Regions from separate parts of the Mus musculus genome. Here all the other regions are linked to region 4. A link is a contact called in public HiChIP or PLAC-seq and promoter capture Hi-C data. All regions are on one chromosome and are shown on one strand. Each heading gives the region's core, a stretch centred on a gene start, on an enhancer-like site or on the middle of the called end of the contact. The rest is flanking DNA. Distances are from core to core; before and after follow the strand shown. Region 1 overlaps Abcg1 (ATP binding cassette subfamily G member 1). Region 2 overlaps Abcg1 (ATP binding cassette subfamily G member 1). Region 3 overlaps Ndufv3 (NADH:ubiquinone oxidoreductase core subunit V3). Region 4 holds the start of Slc37a1 (solute carrier family 37 (glycerol-3-phosphate transporter), member 1). Region 5 holds the start of Tff1 (trefoil factor 1).

Region 1 (4,662 bases), core at 1,823-4,322, 180 kb before region 4:
CACCTTCAGGGGACATTCCTCATTCAAACCATCATGGAATGTACCTTTTCAGTTTTTCAAGACAGGGATTCTCTGTATAGCCCTGGCTGTCCAGGAACTTGAGCTGTAGACCAGGCTGGCCTCAAACTCACAGAGATCCGCTAGCCTCTGCCTCCCAAGTACCAGGATTAAAGATGCAGCTCTTGCTATTAGAGAAACAGCTGGTGGGTTTTTTCTAGACCAGTGAATGTAGGTTTCATCTTTTGTTTAAAGTCTGAGGTCTGGCGTGTTGGGGGCCCACACTGTGATTTAGGTCAGAAGCCCCAGGGCTCAGCCCAAGGTAATCCATGTGCATATCTCAATCCCTGGCTGTGCCTATCCAACCATTCTCTTCTGCTTTCCTTCTTGTTGTAGTTCCCCTGGAGATGAGTGTTTTCCTCCGGGAGCACCTGAACTACTGGTACAGCCTGAAGGCCTACTACCTGGCAAAGACCATGGCCGATGTCCCCTTTCAGGTATGCGAGCCACCAAGTGATTTGCCAGAGGGAACAGACATTCTCCACACCCCACAAGAGCTGGGTGGGACGGGTTTCCACCAGTGTTCTGCTGAGAAGAGAAGGGGCCCTGGGGGCGGGAGACAAGCAGAGCCCCACGGGGACACAGACTCTGTACTTGCAGATCATGTTCCCTGTGGCCTACTGCAGTATCGTATACTGGATGACGTCCCAGCCGTCGGACGCTGTGCGTTTTGTGCTGTTCGCTGCTCTGGGTACCATGACATCGCTGGTGGCCCAGTCCTTAGGCCTACTGATTGGAGCTGCATCCACATCCCTGCAGGTACAGCCGAGGAAGTGCTGAGCAGCGCTGGGCTTCTCTCTGTCTCCTCCGTCTAACTATGGGGCTCAGTGAACACTTAACCCTGTTGTTAACTCATAGGTGTCTAACTTCTAGGGTGTTCTCACAGGAACGAATTAGCATTATCTTCAACAATCAGTATGGCCTTCTTGCAGTAGGGGCTTTCAGGGTGGCTGTGACTACACACTGCACACACCCAGACATGAATTCTAAATGTCAGCTCATATTATACCAAGCACACCCATTTTACAGGTAGGGAAGACTAAGGACCTTGACTTGTTGGCATCACACAGCTGGCACAGAGACCAAGCTCTCCACACCTCTAGCCTTGCCTCAGTAGGTTTGCTTAGCCACCCTTTGGCATACCAGTGGTGGATACCCACTTTTCATCTCACCCAGAGCCTCACATAGCTCTTCTCTGTGTCTTTGAGCCTGGCCTCATCTCCAGTCCCCAAATTGCCTCCCCTGCCCTTACAAACCATAGCCATTGGAGGCTCTTGAGGTCCCATGCCACGTTCCAAGGGCTCCTGGGTACCACCTGCTTCCCAGTTCATCTCTGGTGTTCCCAACAGTGGCTTCCAGCTCTCCAGGGTCTAGGTTCCTCACTCAGAGGTGGAACCTGTATCTGTATGGTATCTGTCTCATAGCATTGTCATGAGGGCCAAAGACAACACCCCAGAGAAGAGGCTGGGACATCCCAATCCCAAATCAGGCCAGTGGAAGAGTATCTGTCACCCCATGTTGACCTTTCACCTCAATGTGGCCTGTGCACCCTTGCCAGTCCCATGTAGACATCAGAACCATGCTTTCCATAGATGGCTTTATCCCCTAATGTTGACACCACCCCCCATCTCACCTTCTCAGACCTTCCCCCTAGAGGACCCCAGAGGATGTATCTGACTAGATACTGGATGCTCTTTAGCTCATTTATGAACAACACACACATACAACAAGCATGGCACAGCCACACCTTAGAGTCTTTCCTGCAGAGCCTGGCCTTTGGGAGCTGCCACTTGCAGCCTGCTGGGTGTTGTCCTTAGCTCTCAGGGGACAGCAGGACCCCAGAAGAGGGATCCACTAGATGGGCCCCCATGGGGTCCTCAAAACCCATCTCTGGCATTTGGTGTCACAGCAGGTTGATGACTCATATTTGCCTCTAGGTGGGATCCCCCAGAGAGGTGGCCCTACCCAATTATCAGCTCCAGGTACAGCTATAAACTGCTCACTAAGACTCCTCAGAGACCACTCCCAGAAAATATTGGCCTCTGCCCTCAGGAAATGCCGTTGATTTCGTTCAGCATCCTTTCTCAGCTGGGGTCTCAGGGCCTCTCTTCAGGAGATTAACTTTTGGCCCCGCCAAGGAACATTCTTGGTCACCATCTTGGACATCTTGGCCAGCCCAGGAAGACTCTAGCCCTTTGACACACTTCCTTTCCAGCCACTGGGATATCCTCAGGGTCACCTGAGTGGGTGAGATAGCCCTCCCCCCTTGCAGTGAATGCCTTTCATGTCCCGCTGCATCTCACTCCAGGTTGCGACATTTGTGGGTCCCGTGACAGCCATCCCCGTCCTGCTCTTCTCCGGATTCTTTGTCAGCTTTGACACCATCCCAGCCTACCTGCAGTGGATGTCCTACATCTCCTATGTCAGGTACCTTCAGGGCGGTAGCGGCAGAGGTGTGGGGGCGGAGGGGGTGGGTCCAAGAACTGAGCATTAATGGAGCTAAATCGGCATCCAAGGATCTTCCTCTATGTCTCCCTTAGTTTTGTGCCTCTCCAGTGCACACAAGCACATATAGCCTCATACCCTGGAGATGCTATGACATGCCCTCCTATTCTGGGTGTTCCCAAGGGAGCGTCTGTATTTTATGGGAAAAGTGCCACAATGAGATCCTGATTATAAAACCTGAACCAAGCACCTGGCGCACAGCATGCTCTCTCTCAAACACCCCAGTGCCTTCCAACAAGGATTTTTTTGACAACCTGGGTCCAGGGTCTACCAGAGTCTCTGCCCCTCTGCTGAGTGACTCTGCACACTGGGCATTCTCTGGGCAGTCGATGTCTGCCCCTAGTCCTTGGCCTGTGTCCTCACCCCGACCCTCAGCTGCAGTCACAAAGGTCCACGCTGGGAACAAGTGTTTCCAAGAGTGTCAGCTTAGCCCCCACTACATTGTTTAGGAGAACAAGACAGACACAAAGCCAGTTGTGCAGAGTTTCAGCTGCCTGTCTGCTTGCCAATCCTGGGAAACCGGACACCAGCGCCTTTCATCTGAAGATCCCTCCTTTTGTTCTGCAAAACAAGGCTGGTCCAAAGAGGCTTTATTTAAATGCTCCAGTGTTCTTGCCAGGATATCCAAACCCATAACAGGTCCTAACCATGAAAAGGTGTGCAGGCTCAGAAGGAAGCCAAATATGTTATTTATTTATTTATCGCCCCAGTGGCTTAAGCGGGGTGCATTCCAGTTTGCATTTTCTCTGGTGGCCTTGAAAGAAGCAGGATTGTGAACAAAGGTAGGAGGCTGGTCCAGGGCTGACTCAGGACTAGCAGCCATAGTAAAGTCAGGAAGAGGTGCAGGGGAGGGGCCTCTGATCATGGAGAGCCAGCCTAGTGACCTTCAGCCAGGCCTGCCCTTCACACCTGGCGCTCCTCCTCTCCCTAGATACGGCTTTGAGGGGGTCATCCTGTCCATCTACGGCTTGGACCGAGAAGACCTGCACTGCGACATCGCGGAGACATGCCACTTCCAGAAGTCAGAGGCCATCCTGCGGGAGCTGGACGTGGAGAATGCGAAGCTGTACCTGGATTTCATCGTCCTGGGCATCTTCTTCATCTCCCTGCGGCTCATCGCCTATTTCGTCCTCAGATACAAAATCCGGGCTGAGAGGTAAAAACCGCCTCCAAGCCAGCAACGAGGCAAAGCAGACATTGTGACCAAGGGCACTGCTGGGAGGTAGCAGCGCACCTGCTCCTGGTGACACAGACTCTCCCAACCCAACCTGGAGGCCACGCAAGTCTGACGATGACCAGTGTTGAGCGCCTCTGCCCGCCGGGTTGAAACTGTTCGTTTCCTTTTCTAACTAGGAAGATGTAGGACGGTTGGGTTTTTTTTTTCTTTTTTTTTTTTTTTTTTTTTAGATGTGGGATTCAAAATACAACTGGCATAGAATGCCATCCTGTGCTCCAGCTGGGGACAGTGGCTTCCTCCCGGAGTCCAGGACACACTGGCCCCGGATGAGGAGTGTTAGCCGAGTTGGTCCCCAGAGAGGTGGATATCTTGGGGAGAAGGTCCACACCTAGCGGGCGCAGAGGCCACCTGAGGACCATCTTCTCTTAAGGTCTCAGCCTTCTAAAGTTCCTCTCATTTCTGATGAAGTCACTTTCCGAGCCAAAGTCGATAAATTTCATTCACTTCGAGAGATTGTATCTTTTTAGTACTTCTTGAGGGACTTATTCAGGGTAAAAGATGTGTTTTGCTTAGAAACAGAAGAGTCCAACCGAGTCACCAAGGAGGCCTCACAAATAAAACCAGAGAAGGTCAAATGCAGGCTCCGGGTGAGGGAGACACCACACCAGCTGCGCTGGGGCAGCAGGGACTAACGCAACGCAATGCAACGCAATGCAGACAGTGCTGGGGTACTTGGCAGGCTCCTCCCAGACTTCCTTTCTCATGTGCTTCTTAGCTTAAAACTCTTCCTAGTTTTCCAGCCACTTTCATTTTGCCCAAGAAATACTCGATCCACCTTGTGGATGTTTAAAGACCCATTTCCCCTTTCTTCATGAATCACATTAACTACCTCCACCGAGCCTGGGAAGCCGGCCTGGGGACAT
Region 2 (4,656 bases), core at 1,590-4,089, 220 kb before region 4:
GCATACCTTCTCCCATTAGTCCCCCCACATGACAAGCTGGCTATCTCCAACTGAGCTCTGGAGTCAGAGACATGAGTTTCCAATGCACTATGTGGTCCAGGCTGGCACATCTGGACATAGGATAGATGTCCTGATGCCACTGCCCCTGGGTTCTTGTTTTTCTGAACACTCTGTCTGGCAGTTTCTTTATCTGGCTATGTGACCTTGTCACTTTCCCAAAGTTCCCCCCGTTCTTGAGCCATCTGGCCTCTGCAGGATGGCTTTGCGGGCCTGTACTCCGCTGCCCATCGGGTGTCCTTGTCACTGTTTAATTTCCTAAGGACATTCTTGCCATGCTTGCCCCGTGTCCTGGGTGCCTGCCTGCTTGCGTTTAGCACCTCAGCAGTGGGCTTGCTTCCAGAAACCTCCACCTTCTGAGACGAAAGGCCTTTTAAACCAAAGCCCACTCTCCTGCTTCAAGGAATAACGACAGCTGACAGTTTGCTGAACATAAAACCGTTCCTTTTGTTTGTAGACTGGCAGGAAAATAGTGGTTAGTAACCGTACACCTGCTCCCATTGAGTTCTGGCAGCAACAGATTGGCTTCTTTTAAGGAAAAGAGGTAACCGCAAGGGCCAGATTAAATAGTTAAGACTACACCACATATGGTCGAGGTGATGGTCACAAGGAACATTCTTTATGAGACAAATGCTGAAAAAAAAAAGTCCCTGTTGTGCCTAGGAAATGCTACCTTCAAATCCAATATGTCTGATGCCGGCGCTTTGCTCCTGTGATAAAATGTGTAAAAGGGCTTTTCCAAGGCTGGCTGATGGGGCTGCTGGTTCCACATGACCCAACGCCATAGTTTCACTATCCTCTGAGCCAGCTGTATGTTGTTAGATACCTCTCTGTGCAGTGGGACAAATGGCATTCAGTGTGAAAAGTCAGATATGCCAGGAGGCCTATCAAGGCTGTGATTAGGTCCAGCTGAGACCTATATTTAGAATCTAGATCTCGGCGCCAACAGGAGCCTTGGGCTTGCCCTAGTCTGAACTCCCACATGTTGGGGGCCAACCATCTGCACTATCCCTTCCCACAAGTCAGTCTGTTTGATTACCACAGTCACTAGGAACCGAGACTCCCAGGACAGCACGAGTGTGCTCACACACACACAAGATCCGTTCTTAGAAAATGCCTCTGAGCTAAGAAAATCAGTGTTTGGATAAGTTTCCTGAGTTGGTCCAGCTCCTGCTTCTGGAACTCTGTGGAACAAGCGATCTTAGTCTCGAAGTGGGCCCACGAACCGCACAGAATAAGAGACTGACCAGGGACAAACAGCAATCCAGTTTATCAGGGTGAGCAGCCTTTATAGGTGACTGGGCTGCTAGAGAGATGAGGGCCCAGGTTTGCTTGGAGATTGCATGACACGGTGACACTTGTGGGTCACAGGGCAGAGGCAGGCGTACCTTCCAGAAGGTTCTCTGCTACTGGTAAGGGTAGAGTCCAGTCGAGAAGCAGCATGAATCTTCTGCTCTGTATCTGTCATGTGGCAACTGGTGGCTTGGCCTAGAAGCCCCTGGGCCAGGCATCCCAGCATGGATTGTGGGAGGTCTCAGTCTTATGCCTCTTCTCCCACTTTGGAGGGAGTCATGCTTATTTTCAATTACAAATAGCTAATGTTTGCTGTTTCCTTTCCCACATTGTCTCATTACCCCAGGGCTTCAATTCTCTGCCTCCAAATGTTTCAGGAGGCCTAGACCAGCGGGCGGGCGGTGTTAAGTTCTTGCTCAGGAGACAGACACTGTGGGTACCACACAAAGACCTTTTTGCCTACTGTCAGTGGAGGTGGGGAGGGAGGCAGGTTTGACCTCTACCTGGAGTCCAGAACTGTGTACTGCCTGCTGGGCACATTAAGACCTATGCTCATTCTCCAAGATGGAGTAACACACACACACACACACACACACACACAGAGAACACATAAATATGAATGAGAGAATAGTTCATTCCAGCCAACTGTCATCTACATGGCCTGGTATTGAAGGCTCTGGCCAAGTTACAGCCCCATAACGGGTTTTTATTAATTAGAGCATCCCTCCCCTCCTTCTGTGGTTCTGTGAGCATCCTACAGGCTGCTGGGACACACCGGCTCCATTGCTCACAAGTAACCCTGGCTGCTGGCTCGGTAGAGGCTGCCTGCAGGAGTTCTTAGGAATTCTCAGTGACTGGAAGGGGATGCAGCAAGGAGCGGCCTCCTCCAGTGTGCAGGTGCGGGCGGGGCAGGTGTGCGCCGTTGCGCAGGCGCAATGTGTACCTGTCTGTCACTGCCGCCCGCGCCGGGGTTACTATCGGTCAATGCTCGCTAGTAACCTCCAGCTGGCGGCAGCGGGGAGCTGCGCGATTGGCCGCGCGCGCCGGGCACTGTTGCTAAGAGGATGTTGCTGCTCTAGGGGGCTCAAGAGGTCCCGATGCTGCACCTTCCTATAAAGAGCAAAGCCCCGGGTCACATTCTCCGCTCCAGGTCCAAAAGGCACCCAGAATTGAGAGCTTCTCCAACAGGAAGACTCTGAAGCAGATGAAGCAGGACATATTACTGGATGAATATATTGATGCACATGGTTGTTTCCTATTTAAGCTTAATTGAGGAATGTGGCTGAGTGGGAGTAACATAGCAGATACCAGAATGCCGAAGCCTTCTCCGTGTGCTAGCTATGACCTTGAAGTTTTGATAGGACTTGTGTGTTTGTGTGTGTGTGTGCTAATCGAGTGCGGGTGGGTGGGTGGGTGGTGCTTCTATACTGCTGTTTAAAGTCAAAGAGCTCATAGCCCTAGGTCACACCCTTTTCCAAGAAACACTGCTGGTCTGTGACTCCTTGGAAATGATCTTATTTGCTTCCTGTTCAGATCTTCGGAAGACATAAGAGGCAGACCTTCTCTCTATGACCAGTTCTAGAAAAAGACCAGGCCGGGTTCCCAAACCCTGGAATTTTTCCTTTAAGACTGGGTCTGTGGATCCACTAAGCCAGCTGGAATCCGGAGGGCTTTCCTGCCCCAACTGAGTCACTTCATCCTGGGGACCGCTGAGATTGCACAATAATAGCTGAACTCCAGGAGAGCATTTTGTAGCATCTCTGGCTAAGTCTGTGAGCTCACAGATGTAAGAAAAGCTCGTTTTCTCTCATTTAGGTAACTGGAAGGCCCAGGACAGGACGGAACAGGAGGTGTCCTGTCATGCCCTCCCTGGGGACCAGGGCCTTCTTGAGACGCTGGCCTGATGACTCCTTTGAGCTTAATTTAGGCACTCTGTGAAGTGCTAAGCACTATCATACATATGGTCTGCTCAACCTTTGGGGCTCCTGCCCAATGCAAGGAGACCCCTTGGGGCTGGTAACTTCTCTGGCTTGCAGGGTTTTTTTTTTTTGTTTGTTTGTTTGTTTTGTTTTCTTTTTATTCCTGCTTGATTCTCCACCTCATTTTGTGATTGTAGAGTTAACACTTTTTTGCAAGAGAGACGATAGAAGCAAGCTAGAGATGGGTGGTGGGAAGTAACAGTGACACCTGACACTAAGAAACCTCTTCTGTTTCCTGGGGGGTTTGTGGGGGCAGTGGGCAGAAACCTCTGTCAAAAGAAGGAAGTGTGCATTTGTGATTACCACCGGTCCCTTTTGTGGAAGTGTCCTCAGCTCCATCTTGTGAGGGCCGGATGGAGATGTTGGTGCTTGGAGCCTCGAGCTACACAGGATTCTGAGTAGTCTGAGGAGCTTCCTGGAGAGACTAGTACTGGCCATCTGACTTTAATAATAGTCTGCAAGACATTGGAATTTCCCCAGGAATCTCAGCCTGGGAGAAGGAAAAAGCCAAGGAGGAACTTGTCCCCCAGGACTGGAGGTCACAGGCTCTGACAACTTGTTAGACCTCCTTGCAGAGGAGCCCAGAGCCCAGACAATAAAGGGTCTTGATGGGCAGACATTTGACTGTGACTACTTAGTTAATAGATACCCTTCCCTCTACTTAAACTTGAGCCTCATGTCAGCACCCCAAAGGTGGACTTGGGGGCTCTCTGGAACTCTGTTTGTCCTTTCCGATGTGGCTACATAGAGTAAGGCTCTCTTTTCAACCTTTCACTATTATTTTGTCTCTTTAATCAGCATATTAGGGGCAGGTGGCTGAGCATGGCTTGTAAGGACCACCAGGAAGGAGTGTCTGTCCCTAACAACTTCAGTACTGTGTTTCCCAGAGATTCGCCACTGCCTTTCTTTCTAAGACTTACACTTGTGTCTTCCTGGTGATGAATATCAGAATGGAATCAACCTTCATTTCAGAGTCATTGATAAACATGTCTCACTTAGCACTTGGTCCTGCCCTGTATGGGACAGGTCATAGCTGTGTCATCCCCAAGAGGCCCTCTGAGAACTCTCAGGTCACTGGGTGATGAGTTTTGCATCTTGGAGACTATTTATATTGAAGCATCGGCATTTGTGAGTGGCTGGGTGGAAATTTCCACCATTGAAACAGAGCTGGGTAAGCAACATTACACTTCAGAATCTGCCTCCTGAGAGAGGTTAATGTAGGTCATCTTGGGAGGATGTGAGACTATCAGGCCCTGTATTTCTGGCTTGTTGCTGGATCTTCATGGTCGAACACGAGAAAGCGGTACCCACTGCTCTAACTGGCAGC
Region 3 (4,457 bases), core at 375-2,874, 240 kb after region 4:
CATTTGAGTTGCAGAAGAGCCCGTCCTTTTGCTTTAGTCCCATGCTTTGAGTTTTAAGATTTTCAATTACTTAGGTACATAGATTTAATTTTTTCTCATTTAAGATAAAAGGAGAAATTACTATTTTTTTTCCTATGGTTTGGAAGGTAACAATTTTCAAAAAGTTAAAATGGCAAAGCTACAGCTCTTTCTGGGTTTGTGTGCCCATTTTCACCAATATTGTAACACTCAGGTTTTTCTCATATCTGCACATGCTTATTTCTATCACAGACAGACATCCAAAAGAATGTGATTTCTCTCCTGTGTCCATCTGTAATTCCAGATCCTTCCAAATGCACAGTGTGAACCCAGGGCTTAAAAATACAAAAAGGACGGGCAAGGTGCTCCGATCCTGTATAAGAAACGAAGCAGCCTTGTCCTGTCCCCTATCTGAGAGGTTAGACTCTGCCATCTTATTAACAACAACAACAAAAAGCAGAGAGTCTCCTGGCAGGCCTGTGCCACAATCTCGGGAAAGGTTAGCGTTTTTACAATGGCACTGCCTCCGTGTGCTTTGTGATTCTGCTCAGCCATAAGGTTCGGCATGCACTTCAGGTGACTCTTTTACATTGCCCTTGAAGATGCAGGGCTCTCAAGGTCTCCTGTCTGCTAGTTAGAAAGCTCACACACTATAAACTGGTAGTGTGGAGACTTCTGCTTCCTAAGCGCCCCAGACAGATTTGTGTGTCTGACAGCTGTCTTGTCACCTTTCTCCACAGAGCCCGAGCCGACTGACACCACCACCTACAAGAACCTGCAGCACCATGACTACAACACATACACCTTCCTGGACCTGAACCTGGACCTCTCCAAATTCAGGCTGCCACAGCCGTCTTCAGGACGAGAGTCACCTCGGCACTGAGCTCAGCTCAGGGTAGACCCCGATGTTGGTTCCCATGAATCCTTGCCTGTGAGAATAAAAGGCAGAGTCACAAAGCTCACTATGTGGTTATTTCCCCTCGCACCTCCCAGAGAATGACTTAGCGACACCCTGATTACTCGTATAGTCTACGTGGTTCTGTGGCATCCCCCAGTGGCCACAGTGAAGTGGTCACAGATTCTTCCAGGTTAGAGTCCGTAGCTCCGGGAGATGTTTAACCTCATCATCCCTAACAAGGCCAGAGGGAACGTTCTATTTCAGAGCACACTTAGGGACGGCTGTGTACCACACCCCTCTTAACTTGCCAGTCTACAGCCAGCCAGAGGGATCCGTAAAAAGAGAAACAAAGCAAAGTCGGGCTCACTCAGCCTCATACTGGTCGGCAGCAGTTTCTGCCAGGTCTGAGCCACAGCCCCAGTGAGCCGGGGAAGGCGTTACACTGATTTAAACATGACACAAAAATTGCAGGATATTTGATCACACTGTGGACCCTGAGATTTACTGGGAAAACCTGCTTTTAGTTGTGCTGTGGCTCAGCCTTAACACACACCTTTAATCCAAGAGCTTTCTGCTTGAATACTGGGAGCAGGAATAAATAAAGTCAACCATAGGCCAAGAGGCGGAGCAAACAAGCAGCTGACAGGAAGTGAGCATAGGATTAGTAAGAAAAGTACCATAGAGACTAAGGAAGTCAGGAGGACAGATAGAGAAACTCACAGGAAGTCGTTCAGTTTGAAAGGCTTTTTGAGTTGGTGTGGGAAAGGGACATGCCTTCTGGGACAGAGGAAGATGGTCAGCTGGGTGCTTTCTCTGCCTCTCTGAGCTAGCTACCTAAGCGTCTGGCTCCTGAGTCTTAATTGGTAAAATCGAATGATTGAGACGTTTAAACACGTTTTTGTTTAAAAAAAAATGTGTGTGGAGAGAAACTGGGGATAGGAGGTACACTCGTAAGACCCCCACCCTCGGTCGGTGGTACTTCACTTCGAGATGCCCCCAAATGAGACACCAAGACGCAGATCTATGCAAAAGCAAGAGGTTTATTTTCCGGCGCATGGGGTCAACCTCAATCAGTCCCTCAAGGCGAGTGACAAGAAGGTGACCCTGAATGGCTATTACAAACAGTTTTTATACTTTTTAGGGGCACAGGTTACATCAGCAAGGTTACAGTTCAAGCTTATTGGGTAAGCATATTGACCTTTAAATCTATTGGCTAGCAAACATGACACACATTTGAACTCTACCTGGGACTTTGCAGAGGGTCAGGTGACTATCAGTCAGTACATTTGGAAAATCTTTTACTCAAGAATGTTCCTGGGCTGGTGAGATGGCTCAGTGGGTAAGAGCACCCGACTGCTCTTCCGAAGGTCCAGAGTTCAAATTCCAGCAACCACATGGTGGCTCACAACCATCCGTAACAAGATCTGACTCCCTCTTCTGGTGTGTCTGAAGACAGCTACAGTGTACTTACATATAATAAATAAATAAATCTTTAAAAACAAAAAAAAAAGAATGTTGCTGTGTGTGGGTGGAGAGTAAGGGTTCCCAATAGCTAGGGAAAGTGATTGTCGCCTCAGAGACGTGGCAGGAGCCTTAGTTTAAATGCCTAATTGGCTGTTAGTACTGTGGCCTTGCATCATCCAAATAAGGACACTGCACCTTCCTGGAGTTCATGGGTACGTAGGGAGGTGGGACGGATGCAGGGTAGGGGGACAGTCTATGGGGAACCCTTGCAGGGACCCGCAGGATGGTAGAGGGCAGATTAAAGAAGCAGTCTGTGGGAAAGAGGCAAAGACAGACCACCACGAGATTGATAATGGGAATCCTAGAAAGGGGTCCTCAAGGCCTTAGCATGTGCCCAGGTGCTGAGCTAGCTAGCATTTGGACTGTCAGAAGCTGTGGACACAATTTGAGGCTAGTCCAAACCTCTGGCCTCTGGGAGAACTTAACTCACTCCTGTATTTTGTTGAAAGTGGAAAAAAAAAAACACTCTATAATTTGATTGATATTCTCACTCCCCTTCCCCCAACTATGGTGGTAGGCAGCAGTGTGGCAGAGGTGGAAAGGGTCTAGAAAGGGCATGTGAACGAAGCCAGGCGGTGGTGGCACACGGGAGGCAGAGGCAGGCGGATTTCTGAGTTCGAGGCCAGCCTGGTCTACAAAGTGAGTTCCAGGACAGCCAGGGCTATACAGAGAGACCCTGTCTCGGAAAAAAAAAAAAAAAGGGCATGTGAGCATGTGAAGGTTTGAGATTCTGTCCCCCCTCTGGGTGAAGACTTACACAGTAAAAGACACTTAAAGCTCCTGCTAGTCTTGGTGCCGAATGGGATATGGAAGAAGGATGAAGCCGGCACCAGCAATGATCAGGATACTGCCATGCTCAAGAAGTGGGTGGTGAAGTTGAAGCCCAAGACAGCCATAGTTCAACCACCATCTTGAAAGCCAGTCCAGGCCATGGTCTCTCCAACCTCATGCTCATGCTGACATGGGAGAGCCCCAGTGAACAGAGAGGCACTTGCGGCTAAGCCTGATTACTTGAATTCAAGCCCCAGGGCCCACCACATAGGATAGAACTGATTCGCACATGTTACCCTCTTACTTCAATTCATGGCCATGGCATGTGCATATCCACATACATACATATACATTATATGCGCGTACATATTAAATAAGCATCATTGGGCTTACACACACACGTGTAAATACCTATACTAACAAGTACGTATAACACACACACACACACACACACACACACACACACACCACAAAATACAAACACCATAAACATCACCAACAAAACCCAGAGGAAGGTGGCACAAAAGGCCGAGCCTTTGGGAGGCTCAGACCATGACAATTCCTATAAGGGAAGCCCCAGAGAGTTCTCTTCCTTGCCACTGTGTGAAGATGCAGTTAGCAAGCACCATTCAATCAAGTACTAGATCACTTTGAAATGACTCCAAACACCATTGGCTACCTGAGTGTTGTATGCCGGCCTGCGGCCTACATGAACCGGGTACACCTGGGGGGCAGGCTGGGGCTGAAAGAAACTTAGACGGCGAGAAAAGAACGAGGCCAAGAAGGCCCACGAGTTTACTTAGAGATTGTGCTTATAAGGGGGAAGGCCCACCCCCCCCCCCAACCAGTCCACTCTTGGTGCCTGGAGCTGAAAGAAAGATAAAATTTCAAGACCTGTAAGTCATGTAACGTACTCAGAAATTGCTGGTTGTTTGTGAGCCTAGAGGCTGCCTGGGGCTGAGAAAAAAGAAAAACAAACCTGGGTATGCCCCATAGTTAAAACATTCCTGGGAACATCTTGACCATAAGATAAAGGGGAATGTGAAGACATAACAGGGCTATCTGAACTGAATCAACAACTCACAGAACTCTGACACCCTGCACGTACATGTAATTTTTCTGCTGATGTTTGAATAAGCCAATAGTGTGTTGCTGTGCTGAATTCCATACCCCTAAGCCCCTTACCCCATAAAAACCCCTAGCTTTCGAGCCTCGTGGCCGACACCCGTTATCTCCTGTGTGGGAT
Region 4 (4,457 bases), core at 981-3,480:
GTATTTCCGATGTGTGGGATGGCTGAAAGTCAAGTGTGTAATTACTGCTGTTCCTCAGAGGGATATCTGTCCTCGTGGAAGTACATAGCCTGCAAATGCAGTGGCTATGACCAAAAATAACAGGATCGCTCCGATGTGTCATGTTTCTAGGAAAGTGTAGGTATATCCACAGCATATACCTCGTCCTATGTGAAGGAATAAGCAAATGTAATCTTACTTAACTAAGATTCTAAGATTGGCATTTTCAGCAAATGCTCTCTCTACACAGGCCATCAGACTCCTTCTGGCTGACTCCAGTATCTGTGCGAAAATTGTCATTTTGGTTTTTCTTTATTTGTGGAAGAAAAAAAAATCCCATAACTGTTTCACTGTCTTAAGCGAGGTTTTTCTAGCTGGGCAGTGGTGGCGCAGGCCTTTAATCCCAGCACTTGGGAGGCAGAGGCAGGCGGATTTCTGAGCTCGAGGCCAGCCTGGTCTACAGAGTGAGTCCCAGGGCTACACAGAGAAGCCCTGTTTTGAAAAATGAAAAACGAGAGAAAGAGAGAGAGATCCTGCGCCCCCTAGAGTCTGGGAGGTAAACTGGCCTCACTAGGTTATTTTTAAACAGAATCTAGAGACGATATCTCAAATTCTTTCTATTTCAACAATTCTCAAAGTCTGAGCTCACTCAAAAACCACAGACTCAGAAAAGAAATCCTAACTAACTAATGTGGAAAGTCTCGTTCTTGGGAACTGAAAAACCCGGAAGTTTTTCTGAGGCTCTTCGGCTGAGCAATTGGCCTCAGGGTCCTGTCTCAGCTTCCTCGGGAGGCTGTGTTCTCTGTTGTAAGGAAAGGCCTTCTAAAAGTGGTCAATCAAGTTGGGGAGCTCAAATTTTACTTTGGCTGGGGTAGTTTGGGGCAGCTACAGAAAACAAAACAAAACCACGGAACACAGGCATAAGGGCAAGGGACTCTTGAGCAAGCTTGGTGATGGCAGGCCTGAGAACTAGTGACATGGGGAGGAGGCGCCTAGAGTAGATGTAAGCGTCCACTTGAGTTGCTGCCTACAAGGAATGGAGAGTTAGGGAGGAAAAAAAGGGGGGTGGGGTGGGAAACATCTAGCCAAAGGAACAGGGTAGAGTGGCCAGAGTTCCCCGGCCACTTCTATATGAGATGTGGGTGCAGGTGGCTCAAACAGGAAGTCAACTTTGCTTGTAGGGTACAGAACACTTCTCAAAAGCCTGTAGATAGAAGTATGGCTGGGCCTTCCCCAATTCAGCAGACTGCGTTCGCGCTTGTGGCGCGGGTGGGCTGTGGGGAGGAGAGTGAAGCTGTGGGCCGCCTGTACACCAACCAGTCTGAAGAGGGCGCTAGTTACCCCCGCCAAACACTCCTCACCCTCGCCCTGGCTCTCTCTGTTCATGCATCGGGTTGGTTTTGGTTTAGGCACGGTTTTACCCAGTGGGTGTTCCTAGGAAGTTGTTTTCCTGCCTGGTTTTGCTGTTCCAGGCAGGTGCTGATCTGCGGCAGGGGGCTGAGCGGCAGGACTGGCTTTGGATGCCAGGCCAGGCCGACACGTGGAGGCGTGAGGCAGATGCCCTTTAGAAAAGTAATCAGGCCCTTCCCGGACTTTCCAGGATCAATTCTTGGCAGGAGGTGTGGGGTTTGAAAGATAATTATCCGGAATTGACCAGGAAGCTGTGTGCCAGGGCACTTCTCATGACCGGGGTGGCTGGCCTTCAGGACTTAACCATGCAAGCCATTTATCACACTGACACAGGTGCGGTACCAGGCGTGTGCCAGCTCCATTTGTAGCATACCGGATGCTCTTGACTCTTGACACTTGATGTGGTAGGCCGAGAGAGGCCATCCTCAGTCCAGGACTCCGAGGGAGCAAATCTTTACCTCGGAACTTGTCTATGTCGCTGGCATTAGTAAGGTCCGCCTCGGGGACAAAAGCCTGGTGGTGGTGAGGTCCCCTAGGAGCTAGCGTTTGGCTGCTGGGCACCATGCCAGTAAGAGCCCGGCGTCCTGCGGGGCCTAGGAGAGCATGACAGGCAGGTGTGGGGACCCAGGAACAGCTAGAGGATGCTCCAGCTGAGCATCTCCGGGCTGTGTGCGATCTGAGCATCCCTTGGGCGCGCGCGGGGCCGGGGTCAGGGGGCGCGCGGGAGAGGGAGGAGCCGCACAGGGTCGGCGTTCACAGGGCCGGGAAAGTGAAAGGGCGGCCGCTCCAGGAAGTCGACGGCAGGAAGCACGCGACGCGGGCTGCGGAGCGCAGGTAGGCGCGGGGACAACGGAGGACCCTCCCCAGCGGCGCTCACCTGCCAGCCGCCACGCACCTGCCGTGGGCCCCGCTTCGGCCTCTCCGCCGTTTGTCTCCCTCTGCTGTGTGGCTGGAGAGCCGGGGACAAACCAAGCGCTTTTCCTAGAGTGGGACGTCTTTGAAGTAAGGGCTCCTAGAGTGGCCTTGAGAGACAGTGCGGGGGCGATCCGGTGCTGGTGACGTTGAATTCCCGGGGAAAGTGGAAGCAAAAGGTTCCCTGAGACCCGGGGGCTGGGGTCGCCTAGCTGTGATGCTGGGTCCCCTCCCGGCCCCAGGCCGCGAGTGACAGCTGTGAGAAGACGCCTGCCGGAGACCCAGCGCTTTGTCTGCTGCCGCTCGTAGGGGACGTGGGCGTGCCTGTAGCCTTCACCACCCGGCCAAGCGGCTGTAGGACCTGGGAGGAGGAGCCGGCTCGCAAAGCCCTTGGGAAAGCTCTCAGCCAGCACCCTGGGCTCCGGTTGTTTGTTTGCTAAAAGAACTGCTTCCCGGAGCCCGGGCTCTGTGGCCAACGCAGTGACAGCCACCGTCTGGGCGGTAATAAAGGGTTTAAACCACCGGAAAAGTCCCCCAGCTCCGCGCACTTAGGGTCCACCCAAGGATCTTGGTGGCCCGCAGGTAAAGATTTGCATTTGAACGGAAGACCCTCCCCTTGCTCTTGGTTTAAATTCTTAAGGTGCTTTTTCCTGGTCTTTAGAGCTCTCTGCACCTGCCTGCCTCCCTACCTGCCTTCTCGCCCTGGAACTTAAATTGCGTGAAGTTGGGCGAGTTGGTAAATATATTATTCGGCTTTACACAGAATTCCCTCTTTTGGGGGTCCTGTTTGCACCCTGAGTTCCTGGGAGTATTGTTACAGGTCTGGTTCGGTGGAGAACACCCGGGGTGCGTTGTTTGCTGTGAGTGGGCTAAGAGCTATGGTGGATAGAATTCTGACTCCTTGTATTTAAGCTCAGGACAAGTGAAAATAACAGTTTCTGTTTATCTCCCACGGCCAATGGAGCCTTTAAACGCTTAGAAAGGGCTCGATTAGAGGAGTTAGTGTTTGTCTTGGTTTAAAACAAAACTCTTGAAGCTTTTGGAGGGAGTTTGGTTCCCAGGTTTGCCCTTTTATAAAGTGCCATCATTTTGACAGGTTGCCTTAGGCTGCCTTGATGTTGCCTGTGTGCTAAAGACTGGAAAACCCCCCTTGGGGCATTGCTCTTGCTTTTGCTAACTCCCACCCACTCCTGAGTCTCCTTGAAGGGTTGATGGGTTCTGGGTAGCTCAGAGCCCGGTAGCTGGGAGGATCGTGGGTGTGTCTGTCCGTCCCTCAACTCTTGCTTGGCTGGGCTCTCTGTGTGCTCCTGAGCCTGGTCGGGTGCTGCCTCACCATGGAAAAACTCCTAATTGCTCTCCTTTCCCTGTCCAATGATCACACTGCCTTCCTGTCCTTTTCTCTAATGGGCTGAAATTCACTGGGAGTTTCTAAGAGGTGACATTTAAAAACTACTTTAACTACTTTCCTTGGGCTAGATGCCAAGGCCTGTCAGCAGAGCCACGTGCTCCCCTTCCGTTCAGGGATAGGCAGGAGGAAGTGTACTTGTGCCTGAGAAGGCATGCCCCACCCCCACTCCCACCCCCTAGGAAAATGAAACGCCTGGAATTGGCCTAGGTATGAAGCCCACCTAGCTGGGCTAGCCTCATCTCTTCTTAGAACGGCGGTTCTCAACCTTTCTTAATGCTGTGACCCTTAAATACAATTCCTCATGTTATTTCATTGCTCCTTCATAGCTGTAATTTTGCTACTGAAATGCATGGTAGGTAATGTAAATATCTGATCTGCAGGATATCTGATATGCACCCCTGTTGAGGCGGAGACTCACAGGCTGAGAACTGCCATCTTAGAGGGAAAGCTATGTCTTGGACTCCGAGAGGCTGTGTCAGTAGCCTTCATGACCTGAAATTTTGTTTTGTTTTTGCTTTGTTGTTGTTGTTTTTCGAGACAGGGTTTTTCTGTATAGCCCTGGCTGTCCTGGAGCTCACTTTGTAGACCAGGCTGGCCTTGAAGTCAGAAATCCGCCTGCCTCTGCCTCCCGAGTGCGGGGATTAAAGGCGTGGACCACCACACCCAGCTATTACCTGGAATTTTGAGGGAACAAGTTTTAGAGATGCTG
Region 5 (5,019 bases), core at 1,002-3,501, 130 kb before region 4:
ATGTTTCTAAAGTGAGGACAAAAAGCAGGGTGAGTCATGGGCTGTCACACTGCTTCCTTCTATGAGGAAACAGGACGCCGCCTGTGGGGAAGCCAGGTTTGAATATGCAAGGGGATACAGTCCTCATCTGTAGATGCGGCAAGCCTGGCGCTGGGACAGTTCCAGGGCCACCGCTTCCTCAGCTGCATTTGTTAGGTGATGTACTGTTTGCTCATTGTTGTACTTCTGCACTCAGTAAACTCTGCTCACCTAATAAGTACTTACTGAGCAATATGTGTGCTGGCTAGGTGGAGGTACTGACTTGGCAAAAGCCAAGGACACTGTGCCCAGTGACAGAATAGGGAGGCGAAAACAGAGGTCTTACATCCCCCTTCCTTTTCTTCCGGGAAGCTGGTGAGCAGGATACATCTGAGGATGTATCTTTGTTTCCAATATGACAGCCAGCCAACGAAAAGGCAACACCTTGCCAGACCTTCAGGCTTGACTCCACCCCTGCACCTGAATTCAGAGGCTAACAGACCCATGAAGGACGTGAGCCACACAGTACAACCATCCCAATGTGTGGGGCTTATGCTTGGGGCTGGCGGGAGCCCTCGAGATGGGCTGAGGACGTCAAGACTGAAAGGGAGGGGAAAGGTCCCTGTAGAGAAGGCTGAGCATTTACAGTAGGTGTCCCAAGAACGTATCAGGGTCCAGAAGCCTGGGGGCATTCATCAGGGGTTGCCTCTAGGACTCTTTCCTAGCGTGAGGATCTCCTGAAACATTCTTGAAGAACGGACTCTTATCTTTCAAGATAAGATCGGGACCTGTCATCTACTTGCTGGTGACCTGTGGGGCGGGGGTGCTGGCCTCTAATATAAAGCTAAGATGAGCACTGGCCACAGCACAGGACAATAAGGGGTCACAAGGAGCCCTTTAGGCCGTGGAGAATCAGTAGCCAGAAGAAGAAGGGATGTTGCTGTTCCCCTGTGGCTTCCAGCTCCCTTTCCCAGCAGGACTTAAAGATGGCTGTCCTGCCTGCACCTGTGTGGTCATCTGAGGAAGTTACTGAAAGCAAGCTCCCTTCAGGAGAGGTGCAGGCAGCCACCATATCCTATAGGATATGTCTACGTATCTACAGATAGACCTCTATGGAAACAAGGTCACCATGTGACCCAGAAACAGGTGTTGAGCCCTGGTCCAGGAAATGGGGCAGAGGAAAGCATGGTGGCTGGTACTGGGGTATGGGTGGGGGCCTGGAGAGAGCACGGAGCAGCTGTTGAATGCACCCCCCTCCCTTCACCTTCTACTCCAAAGCCATTTACTTCTCCCTCAGAGTCCCCTGGCTGGCTCCTTGTCCTCTGTCACAGACTGGTGCAGAGGGGCCTAGGCAGTTATAAGGTCCCTTTCTCCTCCCCACTCTCCCAACTACCTCCTCCCACTCAAGGGACATCAGTGATGCTGGAAAAGGGTAAGCAGAGCATTCTTCACTCTTCTCTAATGCTCCTCAGCCTGGAAACTTCCCTGTTCCCTCTTCCTTAGCACTGTGTCTGAGAACGAAGCTCTTCACAGCCGGGCAAAGCTCAGCTTACACACAGCCGCTGCCACAAGCCACTGATACCCACGAGGGCAGAAGCTGTCCCCATCCTACCGGCAAAGGTCCTAGGTCACATGGCCTTCCACTCCAAGGAGGGATGAAGGCTAGGGAGATAACACAGGGGTCCAGGAGGGGTTTGGCTCCCAGACCTGGGTGCATCCTAAGGGTCCAAGGGCCCAGGATCTGGAAGGATCTCTTGAAGGCCCAGTCCCAGCACAAGTACTTGGGCAGGGCTGCCTGCCCGGGAGCGGTGGGCTGAAAGTCACGTTTGGAGATGAGGCTCTAAGATCAGTATAAGATCAGTTCACATCAACAAAGGGGAGCCCAGCTGAAGAAGCTTCATTCTCCCTGCATCCTCATAGGTCCTAGGGCCCTGCCCGCTGCTCCATCTATCCCAGTTCTTGTGTTCTTGTAAATGGTAACAGCCTTCAAGAGCCCAGACCATTGGCTGCATAGGGAAAGGCTAGAACTAAGTACCCGATCACAATAGGCTCTGGGACCCAGCGTCTGTCAGCCATGGTCAGTGGGAAACAAGAGGTCTTGTCTTACCTTCCTGGGCCTGGGCCTGGGCCTGGGCCTGGGCAAGGCTGCCGAAGGCCAGCATGAGGACCACAGCGAGGACACAGATCACCTTGTGCTCCATGGCAGCTTCACGGGAAGACCACGAGTGATGGATGAGCTTGCACCACGTTCTTGACTTTATACCACCGGTCTATTTGCTTAGAGTGAGCGAGCATTTGCCAAAGGAGGGTCCATGCTGGGTAAGATTACAAGGTGTTTCTGAGATGCAGTCACAGGCTGAGAGTGCACTGATAGGGAAGGCTAGTCCCTCTCGTAAGATACACTAGGCAACCTGAGTACCTCCCTTGACATGACCTTCATCCAGTCCCGAGTGGTATTAGAAAAACCCTCCAGCTGGGCTTACACTGCCTGCTCAGACAGAGCTGATTCATAGCGAGAGACCACAGACAGGGCCTGTTGCATCAGCAGTGTTCAGCGAGTGATCTGAAGCTGGTGAGCCCCCATTTGCAGGCCCTATGCTTCCAAAGTGTATAATGTCATCGACTTGGAGGATCTGGGTTACCCGGTGGTGGGAAGTGTGTGGCTGGACAAGATGACAGGGACACATAATGGGTTCCCTGATGGCCTGCTCCTCTCCTCTGCTGGAATGAACCTGTAGGGTGCATCTTTGCATCATTTGCTTCATCCTTACACATGCCTATATGACCAAGTTGCTCTTTGGTCCCTTACTGAGGAAATATACTCAACGGGAGTCTGCCCCACTGACAGCTTGGGCCCTGAAAACCTGCAAGAGCTCAGAGTCCTCACTGATGTCTGTACGTGCATCTTGACCAGCTCACCTAAGCGATTCCTTCTTTATTTTTCTATTTGAGATGAGACCAGGGACATTCTGGGTGCTGTGGCCATAGACTATTCCCTATTTGCAGTGGGGTCCTTTTAGAAAAGTAAAAGAAAAAGGGAAGGAAAGCCAATCAGGTAGAGCTGAGCGGAAAACAGACACAATGGGCTCACCCTGCCTGGCACCTGCTGTTCCCTGTCCTCTGCCTCCATGCCCCCCAAAGGCATTCTGCCTCCTGGGTCATAGTCTCTGAGAGGATGCCCTGCACCTAGCCTCTGACTCACTCTCCACCTCTGCCTTCATTATTGATCTCATGATATAGCCCAAGCAGCCACTCTGTTGTATCTGCTCATTGTTTGTAACCCTCACCTAGACTGCAAGTTTCTTGAGAGCAGAGACTTTGTTTCATTTTGGGAGTGGCCCAGCTCCAAGACCACACAGCTTCAATGGGTGTCAGCAGTAGTTGTGAACACCTGAATGAATGAATGAATGGATGGATGGAATGAATGAATGAATGATTAATGAGCTACAGCAGAAGTGCTTTTCCTTAGTGATAGATTAAGGGTCCTGCATGCGAGCCTGGAAGAGAACCTAAGTAAACCCCAGAGGCCCTCCAGGACGTGGATCAGAGTAGAAGCATCACCCTCTCTTCCCCTCAGCTCCTGCTTAAGCAGGATCATAGGAGAGGGCCTGACAGGCAGAACTGGGGGCCTTTCACAGAGAAGGCTGAGTTCGTCACACACAGGGATGTGAAGCGTCCTTGGTTCACAGTGCTAACATGGAAAGCAGAGTGGAAACAATGTAACAGTGGGAGAAATAGGAGAAGAGGCTTGTGGAGGCTAAGCCATAAGGAGCACAGCCCACCAGTTCAACTGGCTCACGATTTGTGTCGACCTCAGATAAACATCCACACACATGGAGAAACAAGAAGAGTTCCGCTAGCTGCTTGTGATAGGGAGAGGGGAAGATGAGGAAGAGGCGAGGAGGCTCCTAAGGGCACATTAACAAAAGAAAGGGGAAAGGCTTGAAGTATATGGAATGTCACTTTTGTGTATAGTAGGGGCCTCTCTGCATGCAGAAAGTATTGAGCGAGTCCCTAAAATAGATGGGAAAGGAACGGACCACAAGGAGACATATTTGGAACATGGTCAAATGAAGAGTTCACCTAAGACTGGATGCTCTAACATGTCAAATACTGGCCACGCCAGAACAGCTCCCAGACCAAATGCATGCAAACACAGATGGGAAGGAAAGGGCCCAGCCTCAGCACACTGCTCACAGAGGAAGGAGGAAATGGAGACATTGGAGGGATACAGAAACCCTCCTTAGTCCTGCCGGGCTGTGATTTGCTGAAGAAAATAACAAATCAAGTCTTCAGAGGCCCACAAGAGCCAGTGCCGTTCGCTGGGGTGGATCTGGAGGGGTGCCCAGTGAACCACCTTCTGCATAGATACCTGGCTCCTTTTTTCAAGTCTGACTTCTTTTGAGAAAAGCTGAGGAGATGGATCCCTGAGCCTCTGGCTTTGCCCTTGGGGTAGGCAGTGGAGTGGCTGAAGCTGCTCTTTCAGGGACAGCAAGTGAGGGCTCCATTTCTCCAGTGTAGAGTCACTATGGAAGACAATAGTGGACCTACTAAATACAAACCAGGCTTTTAACATGTCGGTGGCCCCAGGGGAGAATGCAGGGCTGAAATGACAGACCAACCATGGTCGGGGAACCTGTGCAGTGGCTCACCAGCTTTGGGGTTGAGTTTTCCTACTTGAAAAGCAGCAAGTAGTCAGGTAGAGATGTAGACCACTGTTGCCACTATAAAAACATCAAGGAAACTCAAGACCCTAGAAGTACAACTGCCTCGTGACCCAGCTACCCACTATGAGGTATGTGTCCAAAAAGAAGCCAGTATGTGAAGGGGCATTGCACGCTGAAGTGAGGAGGAGGGGAGACTTGGAGCCACAGGTGGGGGTGTCAGAGTGCAAGCTGAGATTTGAACCCTAGAAACCTTGCTACCCCTTCCAGAAGTGGAGTAGCCTTTCTCTAAGAAGGTCTCCAGACAACCACACCATGAAATGATCTTGTCATCGTG

What was found. Promoter capture Hi-C pulls out the DNA fragments that hold promoters and counts their contacts. HiChIP or PLAC-seq counts read pairs in DNA pulled down with a chosen protein or histone mark.
Region 1: a contact with region 4 is called in an H3K4me3 HiChIP or PLAC-seq map of embryonic stem cells, with 26 read pairs. The contact joins the enhancer-like site here to the promoter of Slc37a1 in region 4. A contact is called at or near these places in 7 of 39 promoter capture datasets (the HPC-7 cell line, HPC-7-derived erythroid cells, frontonasal cranial neural crest and 4 more), 1 of 15 datasets of contacts at CTCF or cohesin (large pre-B cells), 15 of 484 Hi-C or Micro-C datasets (cerebral cortex, cortical neurons, embryonic stem cells and 4 more), 18 of 115 datasets of contacts at active chromatin or transcription factors (the HPC-7 cell line, acute myeloid leukemia, embryonic hindbrain and 7 more) and 4 of 9 other capture datasets (adipose tissue, embryonic stem cells, liver and 1 more).
Region 2: an H3K27ac HiChIP or PLAC-seq map of double positive thymocytes shows a contact between it and region 4, with 3 times the contacts expected there. The contact joins the enhancer-like site here to the promoter of Slc37a1 in region 4. A contact is called at or near these places in 4 of 39 promoter capture datasets (the HPC-7 cell line, hematopoietic stem and progenitor cells, macrophages and 1 more), 7 of 115 datasets of contacts at active chromatin or transcription factors (double positive thymocytes, embryonic stem cells, forebrain and 4 more) and 1 of 9 other capture datasets (pancreatic islet).
Region 3: an H3K27ac HiChIP or PLAC-seq map of embryonic stem cells shows a contact between it and region 4, with 12 read pairs. The contact joins the enhancer-like site here to the promoter of Slc37a1 in region 4. A contact is called at or near these places in 2 of 39 promoter capture datasets (cranial neural crest and neural stem cells), 1 of 484 Hi-C or Micro-C datasets (CD8 T cells), 7 of 115 datasets of contacts at active chromatin or transcription factors (effector CD8 T cells, embryonic hindbrain, embryonic stem cells and 2 more) and 3 of 9 other capture datasets (adipose tissue, liver and pancreatic islet).
Region 5: a promoter capture Hi-C map of stem cell-derived epiblast-like cells shows a contact between it and region 4, with 4 times the contacts expected there. The contact joins the promoter of Tff1 here to the promoter of Slc37a1 in region 4. A contact is called at or near these places in 11 of 39 promoter capture datasets (the 3T3-L1 cell line, 3T3-L1-derived adipocytes, the HPC-7 cell line and 6 more), 1 of 15 datasets of contacts at CTCF or cohesin (large pre-B cells), 4 of 115 datasets of contacts at active chromatin or transcription factors (the HPC-7 cell line, double positive thymocytes, fibro-adipogenic progenitors and 1 more) and 3 of 9 other capture datasets (adipose tissue, liver and pancreatic islet).

Annotation. Positions count from the first base shown.
Region 1 is chr17:31,110,564-31,115,225 of GRCm38.p6, forward strand. Abcg1 (ATP binding cassette subfamily G member 1) reads left to right here. Exons shown (of 15, transcript NM_009593.2): 12 at 394-494; 13 at 658-816; 14 at 2,366-2,484; 15 at 3,494-4,662. The coding sequence ends at 3,722. Among named protein-coding and RNA genes, the nearest start is that of Tff3, 17 kb to the right of the region's middle. Within about 2 kb of position 3,073, at least 45 of the 459 cell types and tissues checked have an H3K27ac peak or open chromatin away from gene starts, as enhancers often do. A contact at or near this core is called in cerebral cortex and embryonic stem cells, where this site is marked.
Region 2 is chr17:31,071,167-31,075,822 of GRCm38.p6, forward strand. All of the region lies in intron 2 of Abcg1 (ATP binding cassette subfamily G member 1), which reads left to right. Among named protein-coding and RNA genes, the nearest start is that of Abcg1, 16 kb to the left of the region's middle. Within about 2 kb of position 2,840, at least 248 of the 459 cell types and tissues checked have an H3K27ac peak or open chromatin away from gene starts, as enhancers often do. A contact at or near this core is called in the HPC-7 cell line, double positive thymocytes, embryonic stem cells and 6 more, where this site is marked.
Region 3 is chr17:31,530,352-31,534,808 of GRCm38.p6, forward strand. It overlaps Ndufv3 (NADH:ubiquinone oxidoreductase core subunit V3), which reads left to right. Exons shown (of 4, transcript NM_030087.2): 4 at 759-975. The coding sequence ends at 901. Among named protein-coding and RNA genes, the nearest start is that of Ndufv3, 12 kb to the left of the region's middle. Within about 2 kb of position 1,625, at least 16 of the 459 cell types and tissues checked have an H3K27ac peak or open chromatin away from gene starts, as enhancers often do. A contact at or near this core is called in embryonic stem cells and trophoblast stem cells, where this site is marked.
Region 4 is chr17:31,293,994-31,298,450 of GRCm38.p6, forward strand. It overlaps Slc37a1 (solute carrier family 37 (glycerol-3-phosphate transporter), member 1), which reads left to right and starts at 2,231. Exons shown (of 20, transcript NM_001242427.1): 1 at 2,231-2,922. It overlaps Gm30139 (a long non-coding RNA gene), which reads right to left and starts at 868. Exons shown (of 3, transcript XR_001782201.2): 1 at 1-868.
Region 5 is chr17:31,162,802-31,167,820 of GRCm38.p6, forward strand. It overlaps Tff1 (trefoil factor 1), which reads right to left and starts at 2,252. Exons shown (of 3, transcript NM_009362.2): 1 at 2,126-2,252; 2 at 1-6. The coding sequence starts at 2,219. It overlaps Gm15318 (predicted gene 15318), which reads left to right. Exons shown (of 6, transcript NR_110503.1): 6 at 1-251.